2 separate regions of the Sus scrofa genome follow, and region 2 is linked to region 1. The links are chromatin contacts, called in public Hi-C maps. All regions are on one chromosome and are shown on one strand. Each heading gives the region's core, a stretch centred on a gene start, on an enhancer-like site or on the middle of the called end of the contact. The rest is flanking DNA. Distances are from core to core; before and after follow the strand shown.

The links. A called contact is a pair of places that touch in the nucleus more often than the background predicts.
Region 2: a Hi-C map of fetal skeletal muscle shows a contact between it and region 1, with 3 times the contacts expected there. The contact joins the enhancer-like site here to the promoter of NPPC in region 1. A contact is called at or near these places in 4 of 5 promoter capture datasets (fetal liver, fetal skeletal muscle and liver), 26 of 47 Hi-C or Micro-C datasets (adipose tissue, alveolar macrophages, blood and 15 more) and 1 of 2 datasets of contacts at active chromatin or transcription factors (skeletal muscle).

The regions. Positions count from the first base shown.
Region 1 is chr15:132,505,866-132,512,916 of Sscrofa11.1, forward strand. NPPC (natriuretic peptide C) reads right to left here and starts at 3,660. Exons shown (of 2, transcript NM_001008482.1): 1 at 3,571-3,660; 2 at 2,841-3,131. The coding sequence starts at 3,660. The coding sequence ends at 2,841.
Region 2 is chr15:132,895,269-132,902,319 of Sscrofa11.1, forward strand. DIS3L2 (DIS3 like 3'-5' exoribonuclease 2) reads left to right here. Exons shown (of 21, transcript NM_001195333.1): 15 at 1,004-1,187; 16 at 1,848-1,934; 17 at 4,450-4,597; 18 at 5,012-5,142; 19 at 5,298-5,402; 20 at 6,638-6,739. Among named protein-coding and RNA genes, the nearest start is that of ECEL1, 99 kb to the right of the region's middle. Within about 2 kb of position 3,268, at least 5 of the 83 cell types and tissues checked have an H3K27ac peak or open chromatin away from gene starts, as enhancers often do. A contact at or near this core is called in fetal skeletal muscle, where this site is marked.

The DNA.
Region 1 (7,051 bases), core at 2,410-4,909:
GGGTCTCACAGCAGAGCCTGGAGAAACGAGTGGTCATGCTGGGTTTGCTGGGGCGAGGGTTAGCAGAGCCTTTTTTTCCCTTGCTTTTGAGGGCCACACCTGCGGCATATGGAAGTTCCCAGGCTATAGGGGTGGAATCGGAGCTGCAGCTTCAGGTCTATGCCCCAGCCACAGCAATGCCGGATTGGAGCCGCATCTGTGACCTACACCACAGCTCATGGCAATGTTGGGTCATTTAACCCCCTGAGCAAGGCCAGGGATCCAACCTGCATCCTCCTGGATACTAGCCAGGTTCATAACTTGCTGAGCCACAGCGGGAGCTCCCTAGCAGAGCCTTTGGATGAGGGCTACACCCCGTCTCTACCAATAGGCGTGTGGGTGCCTGGGGGCCAGGGGAAGGCATCCTTCTGGGACAGTGTGATGCCCTCCCAGAGCACAGCACGGGCAGAGGGACGCTGAGCCTCAATGCCTTGAACTCCCTCCCAACCCCCTTCTCTGGCCGTCCCATGTGTTTCAACAGATGACAGATGTCCGTGATGTTCCTGCTCTGCCCCCTCTCCCCCACCCCTGCAAGGTGTTCCTTCAGGCATCAGCCACACCTCATCTCTGTCATTAGCATTTTATAATCAAGGCTATAACCACCGCGACAGTCATTATCAGGGCTGGCTAGAGCCGACGTCAACTCCGGAGTGGAGAAATGGCCACCGCCTCGGAAGAGCTTTCATTAAGGCAAAAACCCTAAGCTGTCTTTCTCTTTTAAGCCCAGACAGGGAGCTACCCTGGGCACCTCCATCAGGAGGTTCCAGGCAACAGGAAGGATGCTCTGCCTTCTCACGGGGGCCGGGAGGGAGGGGTTGAGAAGGATCAGTGTGTTGGAGATGGGTGTTTCGCTAACAGAGAACCTCCAGGGGGTTGACAAACTTCCCGGGTCAAAAGGGTCAAGGAGGAGTCTCAGCAACGTGGATGCCTCCTGCCGGGTACCTCCTGTCACCAACACCTGGTACCCACAGTCAGCCACATCCAAGAAGAGGGAGCCGATGGGGAGGTGCCTGCCGGGCATTGTCAGGGACCTCCTCCGCTCACCTCCTGCTACCTCGGAGGATGCCAAGTGTTTGGGTTCTCAAGTTTGAACTTGGTGCTTAAACCACAAAGTGAAAACTTCAGGCCTGTGGCTCCATCTCTTCATTGTTGAGACAGGAAAGGACAGAACAATCCCATCACAAGGGTGGCTTCAGAAGGCTGAGATGCAAGGGCCAGCGTCACGGCAAGTTTAAGATCTCAGATAAACGAAGCCTCTTGCAGCCTCTGCAGAAATGCGGAGGGGCACCCGGCCTGGTCGAGTCTGGCTACAGAGAGGAAGGGCATCAGCTAAATGCTTAGGAGTGTCCCTAAGCTGGGTGGGCAGGTTTTTCGGGTCATTGACCGACATTTTTAAGAGCCCCTTTGGGCATGCTGCAGGTTCCAGATCATCTTAGGCTAGCATCTGGCCTCTAAGCTGCTCATGAGTTAATGTGGGGAGGTGAATGGGTTCACAAGCAACTAGAGCTCAGGCGAAAAGCTTTTCTGTATAGTAAAAAAAAAAAAAAAAAAGGCTCAGGCAGGGCACTGGGGAGCTTCAAAGAGGGACACTGATAAGGCTTCTGGGGTGAGAGAGCAGCTTGGCCTGGACTGGGACAGAACTAGGCTGTGGAACAGGGAAAGTCAGCAGACAAGGAAGCCTGGAAACCAGGGGGGTCAGATTCTAAAGCACTTGAACGTCAGTTTCAGAGGTTGGGACATTGCTTCTCCATGGACACCGATGGGCAGCAGGAAAGGAGAGCAGCGGGGAGCGGAGGGAAGGATTTTTGTCGCAGGACATGGCCAGGATGTAGCACCCAGCCGGGGCTCAGGGTAGCCTAGGGGTTGCCAGCTTGGCGGAGAGGTAGAAGGCCAAGACAGAAACCCAGGCCTGGTGTGGCGGGGGGGTGGGGGTGGGGGCTCCACTTGGGACATGATGAGTGTGAACTTGGGACCAAAAGAGATTTGTTTCAGGTTCCTTTTCCTTGCCCTGAAGTAGTGCCACAAACACTAAGGTTGGATCCTGAAGTCGCACAGGCTGCAGAGGCGTCAGGACCCTGGACAGACCAGTTTGCCCACAGCCATGGTTTAGAGAAGGGACAAGAGCCAGAATGTTCTGGGGCAGAATGCACCTCCGTGATGCCAACAGAGGGCTATTCTCTCGACCGTGAGGGCACGGATCTTGATCCGCGTCGGTCCCATTTCAGGGACAACAGACCCAGGGAGCTGTCCTGACCACTGGGCTACTTACTGCCCAGCACCAAGATGCAGGGGCTGGCAGATAAACTTACCCTTGACCTGTGGGTCTGCCCTTCCTCCTCTGCTCCCATCAGCCCAGGATCACTCTTCAAGACCCCCCAACTGGCAAACTGGGGCCAGTGCTGCTGGCTGCCTTATGTTCCTGGGATGGGCAGGACTCCACCAAGCTGCCTGTTTCCCCAGAGGCAGCCAGGTGCGTTCATCCATGCTGAGCCGCTTCTGACCTTGCCAAAATTACCTGGCCACTTTATCCCTCAATTTCCCCCATCTGTGAAATGGAATGATAAACGGTCTTGGGACAAATGTCTGGCACACGCCCTCAGTCTTGTGCTGGAGTCGGTTGGCTCCCCTCCAAAGGTCGGCTGGGAGGCGGAATGGTCCCAAAGTCTGGGGATCAGAGGGAGACCGGCTTGCGGCACGGGGTTCAGGCTTGGTTCTGGGGGCCTTCTCGGGGGAGCTGGGTGTGCCAAGAGCGCCCGGAGGCCAGGGTTGGGTGGTACTCACCGCCGCCAGGGGTCGCCGCACTAACATCCCAGGCCGCTCATGGAGCCGATCCGGTCCAGTTTGAGGCCGAAGCAGCCCTTGGACAAACCCTTCTTGTTGCCTCCTTTGTATTTGCGCGCGTTGGGGTGCTCGTGCAGAAGGCGGGCCCACGCCGCCCGAGACTTGGTGTCCACGCGCAGGTCCCGGAGCAGTCGAGACCGGTCGCCCTTGAGGTTGGCGCCACCGCCCCCAGGAGTCTTGTCGCCCTTCTTCTGACCGCCGCCCGCAGCCTGGGGCTCGGCCACCTCCTCCCCTGGCGGAGTTCGAGGGACCTGTCCGAGGGGGAAAGAACAGGTAAGTGAAGGGACGCACGACGGCAGGGCGGGGGACTTTGTGGGGCCGCTGATGCTCCAGGGCGACACGCCCGCCGGCGCGGTTTGTCCCTTTCAAGCCCTGAGCGCTCCCCCACAGGTGCAGGATAGTTGGGCCCTGCATCCACCTGCCACGCGGCCGCCGCTGTCCCCTTCCTCAGGGAGTCCCTCGCCCTCTTCTCCTCTGCCCCCTGCCCGGCTGACCACGCTGGGGCAGCGGCTGCGCGTTTGCAGACGTTCTCCCCAGGCTTCGAAGGCGCCCCAGCTCTTACCGGCGCACATCTGGGGAGAGAGCCGCCTTCCTGGCCCCTCTGCTGCTTCTGGCGCGCCGCACCCTCCTAGACCCCCCCAGCCGTGCCACGGCCCCTCACAGTTCCGACGTCCCTGCGACAGCACCCACCTTCGGCGGCGCTCCGGGCTTGGCTTCGGAGGGCCGGAGCGAGAGGAGCGTGAGCAGCAGAGCGCAGGCCAGCAGCTGGGAGAGGTGCATGGTGCCTGTGGGGTGGAGGGGCGCAGATCGGCGGCAGAGAGGTGCACGGGGCCGGCGGGCAGACTGGCAAGCGAGCGCGGAGCAGACTGGCCGGGCTGCGGTGCGGGCGCGAGTCCCAGTGCTGCGCGGCGCCGGCTGGGTGCGCTCTGAGCCCGTGGCTCCGCTCGCGCCTTTATAATCCAACCTGCCGCTGATGTCATCCTCCCGCCCACAAGGCCGCCCGGGCCAATGGCACGCGCGCCGAAGGCCGGGAGGGGGCCGCGGGGGCTCCCCCTCTGCCCCCACCCTCTTCCCACCCCGGAGGGATCCCGCGGCTCGGCGGGCTCTCTCCCAACAGCTCTCCCAGCTGCAAAGTGGCGTGCACAAGGGAACTCCAATTGCAGGGAGCGCGCGCCCTGGCCTGCCAAGCGATGGTGCGCCCGGTGCCCTGCGCGCAAGCTTGGACCACAACACCCATGCTCTCCCTGGAGGGGATCAGTTTCCTTCTTTGCAGCTGCAAAGATAGGCTCAGAGGAATTAAGTCACTTGCTCCAAGTCACACAGCCACAAAGTTGGCACAGCCCGAAATCCACGCAGATCTGCCTTGTTGCCAAACTCTTCCCGGGGCACCTGACAGGCGCGAGGCCTGATGCTGCGGCTCCACGTTTCACCTGCTGGCCGGGACAGTAGTTCAGACGCCACCGACGCCTTGGATCGGGGAAGCAAAAGATGGGGGCCAGAGGTCCGGGAGGAAGGCGCAGAGAGAGCGAGGTTTGCCCAGGGCCGCAGGGGGGAGCGCAAGTCCTACACCGGAGAAAGCACGCTTTTCGCCTGCCGGTGTGTTTGGGAGCGAGAAGCGATAGGAGTGCTCAAGCGTGTGTGCAGTAGCATCATGTGCCCGCCGCTGAGGCTCTAAGTTCCCCCTCAGTCCGCTTCCGCCGCACAGCCGTCCCCAAAGCTGACCCAGCAGATGGCTTTGGTCTGCCCCGAGGGGTGCGCAACTGACCTTGTCTGAACCTACGCGAGGATTCGCAGCGGGAGGACGTTCCCTCCAGTGTCCGGTGCACCTGCACGGTGTGGGGAGGGAACTTAAGCCAGTCTGGAGCCCAGTCTGGCTTTGCGTTTTGGGGGCTCAGAGTGGTCCCTGTCCTAGTTGTCAGATCCTGCCCCAGTATCCCTGCTGCTCACGACTCCCTCTCCTTGCCGAGGGCTTCTCCGTCCCTGGGGTTCTTAAGACTCTTTCAGGAAAAGCCACTGAGGCAAAGAACCCTAAGAATTGGGTGAGGTGCAGTAATCTGTGATTCTGCTGCCTCTGAGCTGGAGAGCAAACAGGGAGGTGCTGGTGGACCCCAGGCGTGAAGATGACCCTGAGGGTGTGAGGCTCCTGGAGGAGCTTTTTCAGGGAAAGGAAGCTGCATGGGGCGGTGGGGGTGGGGAAGGCCACTGGACTCAAGAGGGGCCTGGAGAAGAAGGTTCCACGAGGTCAATCTTACAGCAGAGCCTGAGCCCAGAGCCTGGAGGCCAAACGCAAAACCATCTGCTTTCTTTCCCACCCTGGCATTCGGAGCCGGAAACTGTTGTGGACCACTTGCAGGTCCGTTTGTTTAGGAAATAATGTACCCCTGAGGCCTGGATGTGGGGCAGCTGGATTTCCTGAACCCCAAGAGGATCCAGAAATCAACAGGGCATCCTTTGTGAGTTGGTGAGTTGACACGCCACCTCCAGGCAGCCACCCCGATTGCCTCTCCATGGTAACCCCCTTCGAGTGGCACCACTCTTTCCTTTGAGGAGAAAGGAAGAGGAAGAAGAAGGGGAAGAAGATGGGCTCTCCAGATGGGCATTGGAAGTCCCCTCTCCTCTTTGTCTACTGGATGAAGAGAAACAGTGCCCATCTGGGCTTCTTTGAGACTCGCTTCATTTTTTTAAATTCTCTTTTTCTTTATATATATGCTTATTTTTATTTTTGAGACTCGCTTTATTTACACTGGTTTAAAGAGCCAGGCAGATTGACTCCTGAGCCAGGCTCTAGGCTGGTTTCCAGGGAGCAACAGTCCATCCTCTGAAACCCCTTATTAAGGACAGGTTGGAAGCTTCCAGCGCTCCAAGGTCACCTCTTTCTGTCTGAATATGAATATCTGTAGGCTGGTGCTTTCCTGTCTTCTGTGTCCCTTGGATGTACTTGGTGACAGCTCAGTAACCATCTAGGTCTCCGCTCTCTTTGAGCTTTGAGGCTAAATAGATAATAAACCGATTCCACCCCACCCCCACCGGAGTGTGTCTAACACCTTGGATTCTAGTTCTTCTTTTGGGACAAGGACTCTTCTGGTGATACCCCCAACTTCGGACCACTGGCCTATGGATTTGGGGCAAGTTGGATCCTGGAAGGGTTATGTGCAGTGTGAGGCTTCGCATCCCTGCTCTTGGCTGGGGCTTGGTAGGTGGATAGAGTGGGAGGGCGGCCTTGGAGGGACCTGCATGGAAGGAGGCAGTCAGCACAGCCTTGGCCTTGGCCCCTGAAGCGTTCCCCTTCCCCTTGGTTTTCTTGCCCAGGGAGCTGCAGAGAAGTCTTGGCCTCGCCCCTGGGCCTAGACCAGGGAAGCAGGTCACTTCTTTCTGCTTCTCCCTCACAAGATCTGCTCCTTCTTGCTCCGGCCTCGGGGGCCTGGCCTGGGAAAGTTGCACCCACCGAGCCTCTGAACCTGAGCTGTTTGTGGCACTTTCTCAGATGCTCAGTGGGAGAAGGAGAGAGAAAAGGCCCCTGGGCCTCTGGAACCTGGCAGTTCTGTGGGGAATCTTGTCATTTGTCGCTTATCGATCTACTGCTTTCGGAAGTATTCACTGAGCAGCAGTGCAGCTGATGGCGTTCCAGGCCCAGCAGGGAAGACCCACCCCCCCGCCCCTTCTCCCCCATCGCCAGGCCCCAGGCCACAGACACTAGCTTTGGCAGGGAGGGAGGGCAGCTCCCTCAGCTTGGGCCTGCAGGGCAGGCTTCCTGGGGAAGGAGAAGCCTGTGCGGATCCAGGGAAGGGGACCCGGGCCACAGGAGGTGAGAAGGATAAGAGGAGGGAAACCAGATGCCAACTGGAGCGACTCCCTTTGAGCAGATGGAAGAACGCATCCAGGCTTAGAGGGGAGCAGTTAGAGAATAAAGGGGGGTAGTCAGACCCAGGGAAAGAAGTGGGGAGGGGGGGTACCCTCAGGTAGGACTGCCCGGAGGAGGCAGGCTTGCTAGAGAGGCCAGTAGGTTCTGGAGGCCCGTACGTAGATGGGATAAAGAAGGGGAGGGGCTTGTCTCCAAGGGGGGGAGCCTATTGCGCTCTTGGGGGTGGGATAGGCAAGCAAGCGAGAGGGGGTGGCTTGAAAAATGAGGCTGAGGGGAGTGAGCATTTGGGGATGGGTGGGGGATGCAGGG
Region 2 (7,051 bases), core at 2,018-4,517, 390 kb after region 1:
GAGGGCAGGGCCTGGGTGGGCCTCCTCCCAGGGTCCAGGCTGGCCCTGGAGCTGCCGGCCCTGGGGCCTTTCCACACCCTCCTTCCTCCTGGCAGGGGGTCTGGGGGAGACAGACGTGGTCTGGGGACAGCTTGGTGGAGCAGAGCCACCCCTGTGGGCAGCAGGCCCTGTCTGGGGAAGGCGGGGCTCTGCCCACTCACACTCTTGTGCCCTCACTGTTCCTTCCCAAGAGCTTGGCAGTGGTGGGGGGGGACCAGGCTACCCCACAGCACAACCCACACCTCCAGGAAGGGGATGCACTGCCGCCACGGAGCCTTCTGGTGCCCATCCTGCCTGGGCACTGTTCTTTTTTTTTTTTTTTTTTTTTTTTTTTTGTCTTTTTGCTATTTCTTGGGCCGCTCCCATGGCATATGGAGGTTCCCAGGCTAGGGGTTGAATCGGAGCTGTAGCCACCGGCCTACGCCAGAACCACAGCAACTCGGGATCCGAGCCGCGTCTGCAACCTACACCACAGCTCACGGCAACGCCAGATCCTTAACCCACTGAGCAAGGTCAGGGACCGAACCCGCAACCTCATGGTTCCGAGTCAGATTTGTTAACCACTGCGCCACGACGGGAACTCCTGGGCACTGTTCTTACAGCCGGAGATGCCCCCGGGGGTGTTGGGAAGCTCGTCATTCCGGAGAGATCTTTACATCTTCCCTGGCTCAGACGAGGGGCCAGGCACCGGGGCCACAGCGGGGAGTAAGACAGACACCATGCCCGCTCTCCAGGAGCCCTGTCCCCGTAGGGGACACAGCGCCAGAGCTAACAGGGCAGCAGTGGAGAGTGAGGAGTGGAGAGTGAGGGCAGCCAGCGAGGGGCAGGAGCAGAGGGCGGGGAGAGAGCAGCTTGCGGGAAGGGACAAAGCGGACTGGAGGCCGGGCGGGCGGGCGTCTCGACGCCGAGACGGGGCGCGGGAGGCGGAGGAGCGGGAGCAACGCCGGCCGTGCCTCCGCTGCAGGCTCGTGGAGGAGTTCATGCTCTTGGCCAACATGGCCGTGGCGCGCGAGATCCACCGCGCCTTCCCCGAGCGAGCGCTGCTGCGCCGCCACCCGCCGCCGCAGACCAAGATGCTCAACGACCTGATGGAGTTCTGCGAGCAGCTGGGGCTGCCCATGGACTTCAGCTCCGCGGGGGCCCTCAACGTGAGTGCCGGGAGCCCAGGGGCCAAGGGGAAGGAGGAGGAAGGCCTGGAGGGGAGGGTCCCGCAGCCTCTGCATCCCACCACCAGCCTCTGGCCCCTTCCCTCCGTTCCCTCCCCAGCCTCCGGGATGGGGGCAGGGGGCGGCTGGTGGGGAGCCCAGCCCAGAGCCAAGACCAGACCTCGGGAGGTTCCGCTGCGGGCGGGGGCCCTGTGGCCGGGGATGGGCTCCGGCCCAGAGGCTTTCAGTCGGGGCTCGGGCTTATGGGGCATCAGGGAATGTTTTTGACAGGAAGTGGTGGCAGGTGCTCCCTACCTGGGACTAAGCACCACGGGCTCAGAAGCCACCACAGGCTCTGATTCTGCAAGAGGGAAACTGCCCCCATCTGTGCTCCAAGCCTGGGGTGGCAGGGAGGTCACCAACTGGAGAGCCGGCTGACCAGGCCAGTCAGCCAGCCGGACACGGCAGGACTGACCTCAAGCCAGGGACGTGGAGGCAGGCCCAGTGTGGGACCCCCTGCACCCACCCATGGCCGTCTGAGCAGGGCTGGACCCCTCGCCTGACCTTTCCTCCCCAGAGCAGGGTCTCAGATGACGAGCGGGGGACAAGGGCCCCAGAACCTCGCCCCGAGCCTGACTGCATACCCCTTGGGCTTGCTTCTAGAAAAGTCTGACCGAAACATTTGGAGATGACAAGTACTCCCTGGCGCGCAAGGAGGTGCTCACTAACATGTGCTCGAGGCCCATGCAGGTGAGGAAGCCGCCCTCGCCCCTCCTGCTCCTGGAGCAGCCGGGGCCCCTGCGCCTCAGCCAGCCTGAGGGCAGTCTGGGGGAGCATGTCCCCAGGCCACTCCCGGGACAGATGGTCCCTGGGCTCCTGAGCCTCATCCCCTCCTCCTGCTCAGACTTGCCTGCCCCGCTGCCCCCCTGCATGGCCGCTGGGGCTCTATCTCTGGCAGCCAGCAGGCAGACACCCCAGGGCACCCCTAAGACTTCAGGGCCTGGTCCCTGAAGACTGCACCAGCTTGGACAGGGGATGAGGCCTGGTCAGCAGCCCCTGGAAAGATGGGGATCCTGGAGGGGGCGCTGAGCATCTCTCCGGAGCAGACTGTGCGGGGAGTGGTCCTTACCCCACGGGGGTTTGTGGACCCTGGGCAGAGAAACCTCCCTCTCACCAGCTGGTTGGGAGAGGAGCAGCCAGGCTGTCAGGCTGTGGGCCTGGGTCTGCAGCTGGGGGACAGGCTGGCCACCTGGGAGGCAGACAGTGGCTGGCATCTGGCAACCTGGTGCAGCCCTCCCAGCCGACCTTCAGCCTGGGGGTGGCGAGGAGGGCATCTTGGGAAGGAGCCACACCATGGCACTGCCAGGTCAGCAGGAACTGGGGATGCTGATGGGAGCGTGACAGACGGTTGCTCAGGGGCTCAGGCACCAGACAGATTCGGTCTGTCCTGAACCAGATCACCCAGCTGGTCACACCTGACTTCTTTCCTGACACCTAGTAGCTCTGCCTAGAATGGAGGTCTCAGGTCCTTCCCGCCCCGGTCTCCGATGTCTGCCCCCTATCGGGGGCTGGAAAGCGACCGCCATGAGTGGGGGCCATGCCTCTCTGGCCAGTGGGCTTGTCCCCACCTGCAGGGCCGATGGGGCCCCCGCTCCCTGCCCCCAGCTTCTGGAAGCCATCCACCTCCAAGGCTGAACCAGCCCGGCAGGGCCAAGGAGAGGACTCCTCTCGTGAGTCGCCAGAGCCTGAGAAAGGCCTGGCTTATCCCAGCCTTGCCCGCTGTGACCCCAGATCCGATGTCAGGGAGTGGCCAGAGCGTCTGTGGCGCCGGGTTCGTCTCTGTCCCGGTTCCGGGTCCCCACCCATCCCACCCTTTCCAGAGACGCCTGCAGCAGCCAGACAGGGAGCTGGGGCCCCCTGCCCTCCTCACCCCAGCTCATCTGGGGGACTGGCCGCCGCTGAGAACAAAGCCCAGATGGGGCTCGAGTGGAGGCTGTGCCCGCCTCCCTCGGCGACTTACCCCAGACGTGACCCGGGGGCCCAGCGGGAGCTGGAAGGGAAGCGGGGCTGGGGAGCCGAGCTGCCTCCTGGATTCCGGAGTAACCCGAGCCCCTGTCCATCTGGCCCAGAGAGCACACGGGAGGGCGTGAGGGTGTGGGAGTGCGAGCAAGAGGCAGGGGCGCGAGCGGGTGAACACCCGCGGTGTGACTTTGGCCCAGGAGCTGCTCCCTTGCTCCCCGGCAGCAGCGGGGCCTGGAGCCCCAGGCCTGAGGGCTCGGGGAGCCCAGGGCAGGCGGCTTCAGGGGCTGAGGCCGAACCTCTCAGGGCAGCAGCACCGCTCCTTCTCTGGGCCCCTGAGAAACACTGCAGGTGACAGGCCTGACTCCTGCCCTGCCTTCTGACTCGGATCTGAGTCTTGGGTCTCAGGACAGGCTCTCAGGTCAAGAGGCGCTGAGGCTGAGAGGCTGGCCAGCCGCTGCCTCCCATGGCTGGTGAGCTGTAGTACGAGGGGCTCAGAGGTGCCGGGGTGCGGGTGTGGCCTTCAGCCAGGCAGGGGTCAGGGCCAGAGGGCGGGAGGGCTGCCGTGGACAAAGGCTGGGCCAGGGCGGGAGGGGAAGAGCCAGGTGCCTGTTTTGCTCTGGGGGGTGGGCATCCCAGGCCTTCTGTCTCCCATTCTGGCTCCACAGTGGTGTTGGGCTTTGTGTCCAGCATGGACGAAGGGCTTCCTCTCCCCCACCCCACCCCCGGCTCCCCCCTTTCCAGAGTAGCCATTCCAACCTGGCCCTGGGAAGGAGGAAAACTAGAAACAGTTCCTTCCTCCTGGTTCTTGCCAGTAACAGCCCCTGAAACTCAGCAGTGACCCGCTGTGAGGGGGGTGGGCTGCTCCCTGGCTGGCCTCATCCGTGTGCACGCGGTCTCCCCCCACCCGGCCCCAGGGCTGGGGTGCTGGTCCGCAGGACTCCGAGGGCGGAGGCCTTCCAGCATCCTTAAGGTTTCCAGTGGGAAATACATCCCCCTGCCCCCGCGCCCCATCACCGCACTCCACTTCCGCTCCTCAGCAGAGGGGATCTGAGCAGCCCTGGGCAAGAGCCGCCCTTGCCTTCAGCAGGTCAGGGGCCCTGGCTCAGCGCAGCCTCATGGCAGCCCCGCGGGTCCCCTCGCATGGCACGGCCCCTGACCTCCTCGGGCCGACGTGGCTCAGCTGCCTGGCAGGTGGGTCCCATCCCATCCCGCCCCCCATCACGAGGCTCTGGCCCCTCTGCAGATGGCCCTGTACTTCTGCGCGGGGACACTGCGGGACCCGGCGCAGTTCCGCCACTATGCCCTCAACGTGCCACTCTACACGCACTTCACGTCGCCCATCCGCCGCTTCGCCGACGTCATGGTGCATCGCCTCCTGGCCGCCGCGCTGGGTAAGGGGGGACAGCGCCGGCCTGGGCCCAGCTCCGGGCCGCACACCCCGGAGTGGCTGCCTGGGGGCCAGAGGCCACAGGGCCATGACTGTGGGGCAGTCCCCCAGCAGGGGAGCCTGGACCCAGAACGCTCCCGCGGGGAGCACGAGCGGTGGGTGGGTTGGGGCGCGGGGGGTGTGGGGGCTGCAGGAGGCCTCATTAAAGCCCTTTGCAAAGGCCGGGGCTCAAGAGCCCTCACCGTGGCCAACCCTCCCTTCTCGGCCCAGCCCCAGAGGCCGCAAGGAGGCCTCCGCTTTCCCCGGGCCTCCCAGGCTGCACCCGGCTTGGCCCAGGGGCGCCATGCTGCCCTTCTCCTGGCCGTGGCCAATCGCACAGCGCAGGCGCCGGTGGACCCCAACCACGCTCTCTGCCCAGGCTACAGGGAGCCCCCGGATATGGAGCCCAATGTCCTGCAGAAGCGGGCCGACCACTGCAACGACCGGCGCATGGCGTCCAAGCGCGTGCAGGAGCTCAGCACCGGCCTCTTCTTCGCCATCCTGGTCAAGGTGAGGCCCCCAGCCTGGCGCCCCCTCTCCCCCCTTGGGTACCTGCTCACAGGGAGGCCTCCAGGAGCCCAGGGGCCTTCGGTAGCTGGGGTGGGCCCGGGGGGGACGGCGCCCTCCACAGTCCAGCCTTGGCTAGAGTCAGTCCTGCCCCGCAGGAGAGCGGCCCCCTGGAGTCGGAAGCCATGGTGCTGGGCGTCCTGAACCAAGCCTTCGACGTGCTCGTGCTGCGCTACGGGGTCCAGAAGCGCATCTACTGTAACGTGAGTGCGGGGGCTGCCGCCCATGGTCAGGGATGCTCTGGGCAGACAGAGGCTGGCTACAGGGCACAGGTGCCTGTCTACCCTGACCTGTATGCCTGCGCCACCAGGCTGCTGCCCCCCCACCCCCAGACACACCGAGCTGTGTCCACTTAGCACGCTCCCACCTACCTGCCCCGTTCCCACTGCCGGCTCCCCTCCAGGTCTCCCCAGCATGGGTGGGGTCTTGACCCAGGGACAGCTCTGGATAGACACAAGCAGGCAGGATGGGAGCACAGGCTGAGGTCCTGCTGTCCTTGTCCACGGTGGGGCAGTGACAGTGCACCTGTCCCCTAGCTATGGGCCATACTGGCACCACGTCTATCCCATGGGCCAGCTGCAGCTGCCCAGGGTCGGAGGTCCAGGCCAAGGGTCAGGCTTGGGCCTCTTTGCCAAGGACTCGAGTGACCAGAGAGCTGGTCCCCCCATGACCAGTGTAAGACGGCTGTGCAGGCTTTGGAAGGCTGCTTATAGGAACAGGAGCGGGAGCGGGAGCCAGGAGAATGGCCCGTGGCTGCTCTGCAAGCTGTGTCCCCTGAAAAGACGGACGAGACTAAAGCCTCCCGCAGGGGCTCCTTATTCAAGTCTTTTTCCAACTTGGTGCTTGTCTCATGCCCCCTGGGGGACCTGTTCCAGCCGACCTTGTGGTTAGTGAGCCACCACCTGGCCCCTGACCCTGGCTTTGAATTTCCCAACACGCAAAGCACTCTGGGGAGTGCGGAACCCAGCCATGATGTGGCATCAGCATGGTAATCGTGCAGTGGGGCAGAGCAGGAGAGACGGAATGGGGTCCAGCTGGGACCGTTAGGGCCCTGAAGTTCACGGAGCAGGAAGGAGTTCAGGTCCAGGTCGTCTCTGCTAACGCCCCGCCCTTGGCCTGCTAACAGACCCACGGCCCTGGGGGGCGGCAGCCCCCAGCCTCAGGTGCCCGTCCATCTCCTTCCCGTGTGGGCAGCCCCTGATGAGCCGGGACAGACCCACTGCCTGCCCCCAGCCCCCACCCCTCAGCAAAGATGGCCTGTCCAGGCCTCCCCCGTCCAAGGTCAAGCAGCCAACTGCCGGACTTCAGGGCTCCCTTGAGACCAGTTGGAGGTGGGCCAGAGCCAGGAGCTGCTTCCCAGCATGGGGACGTGGAGGCTCAGAGGTTGGGAGGCGGCGCCTGGAGACTGGGGCCTGAGACGCAGGCGCGTGCCCCGCAGGCACTGCCCCTGCGCTCCCACCACTTCCAGAAAGTGGGCAAGAAACCGGAGCTCACGCTCGTCTGGGAGCCTGAGGACCTGGAGCAGGAGCCGGTGCAGCAGGTCAGACCCGGGGGCGGAGTTGGTGTTCCTGAACGCTTGTGTCCCCGTCCCCCACCCCACCCCGTACCTGGGCTCCTGGGGGTTTCAGGTGCGGCCACCAAGGCCAGCGGCTCAGCCTCACCACTCCTTGGGTGCAGCAAAAAAAAACCCCAAAGAACCAGCCCAGACCCCTGAGGCTGGGCGCTCCTGGCCAGCAGGCATTTCCCCCAGTAGCTTGCGGCTCCTTCGCCTCCCACCAGCACCCCATGGCCTGAGGCCTGGAACAAGCTCAGCTTACAGATGGGCAGGCAGAGGCCTAGAGAGGCTGAGCCA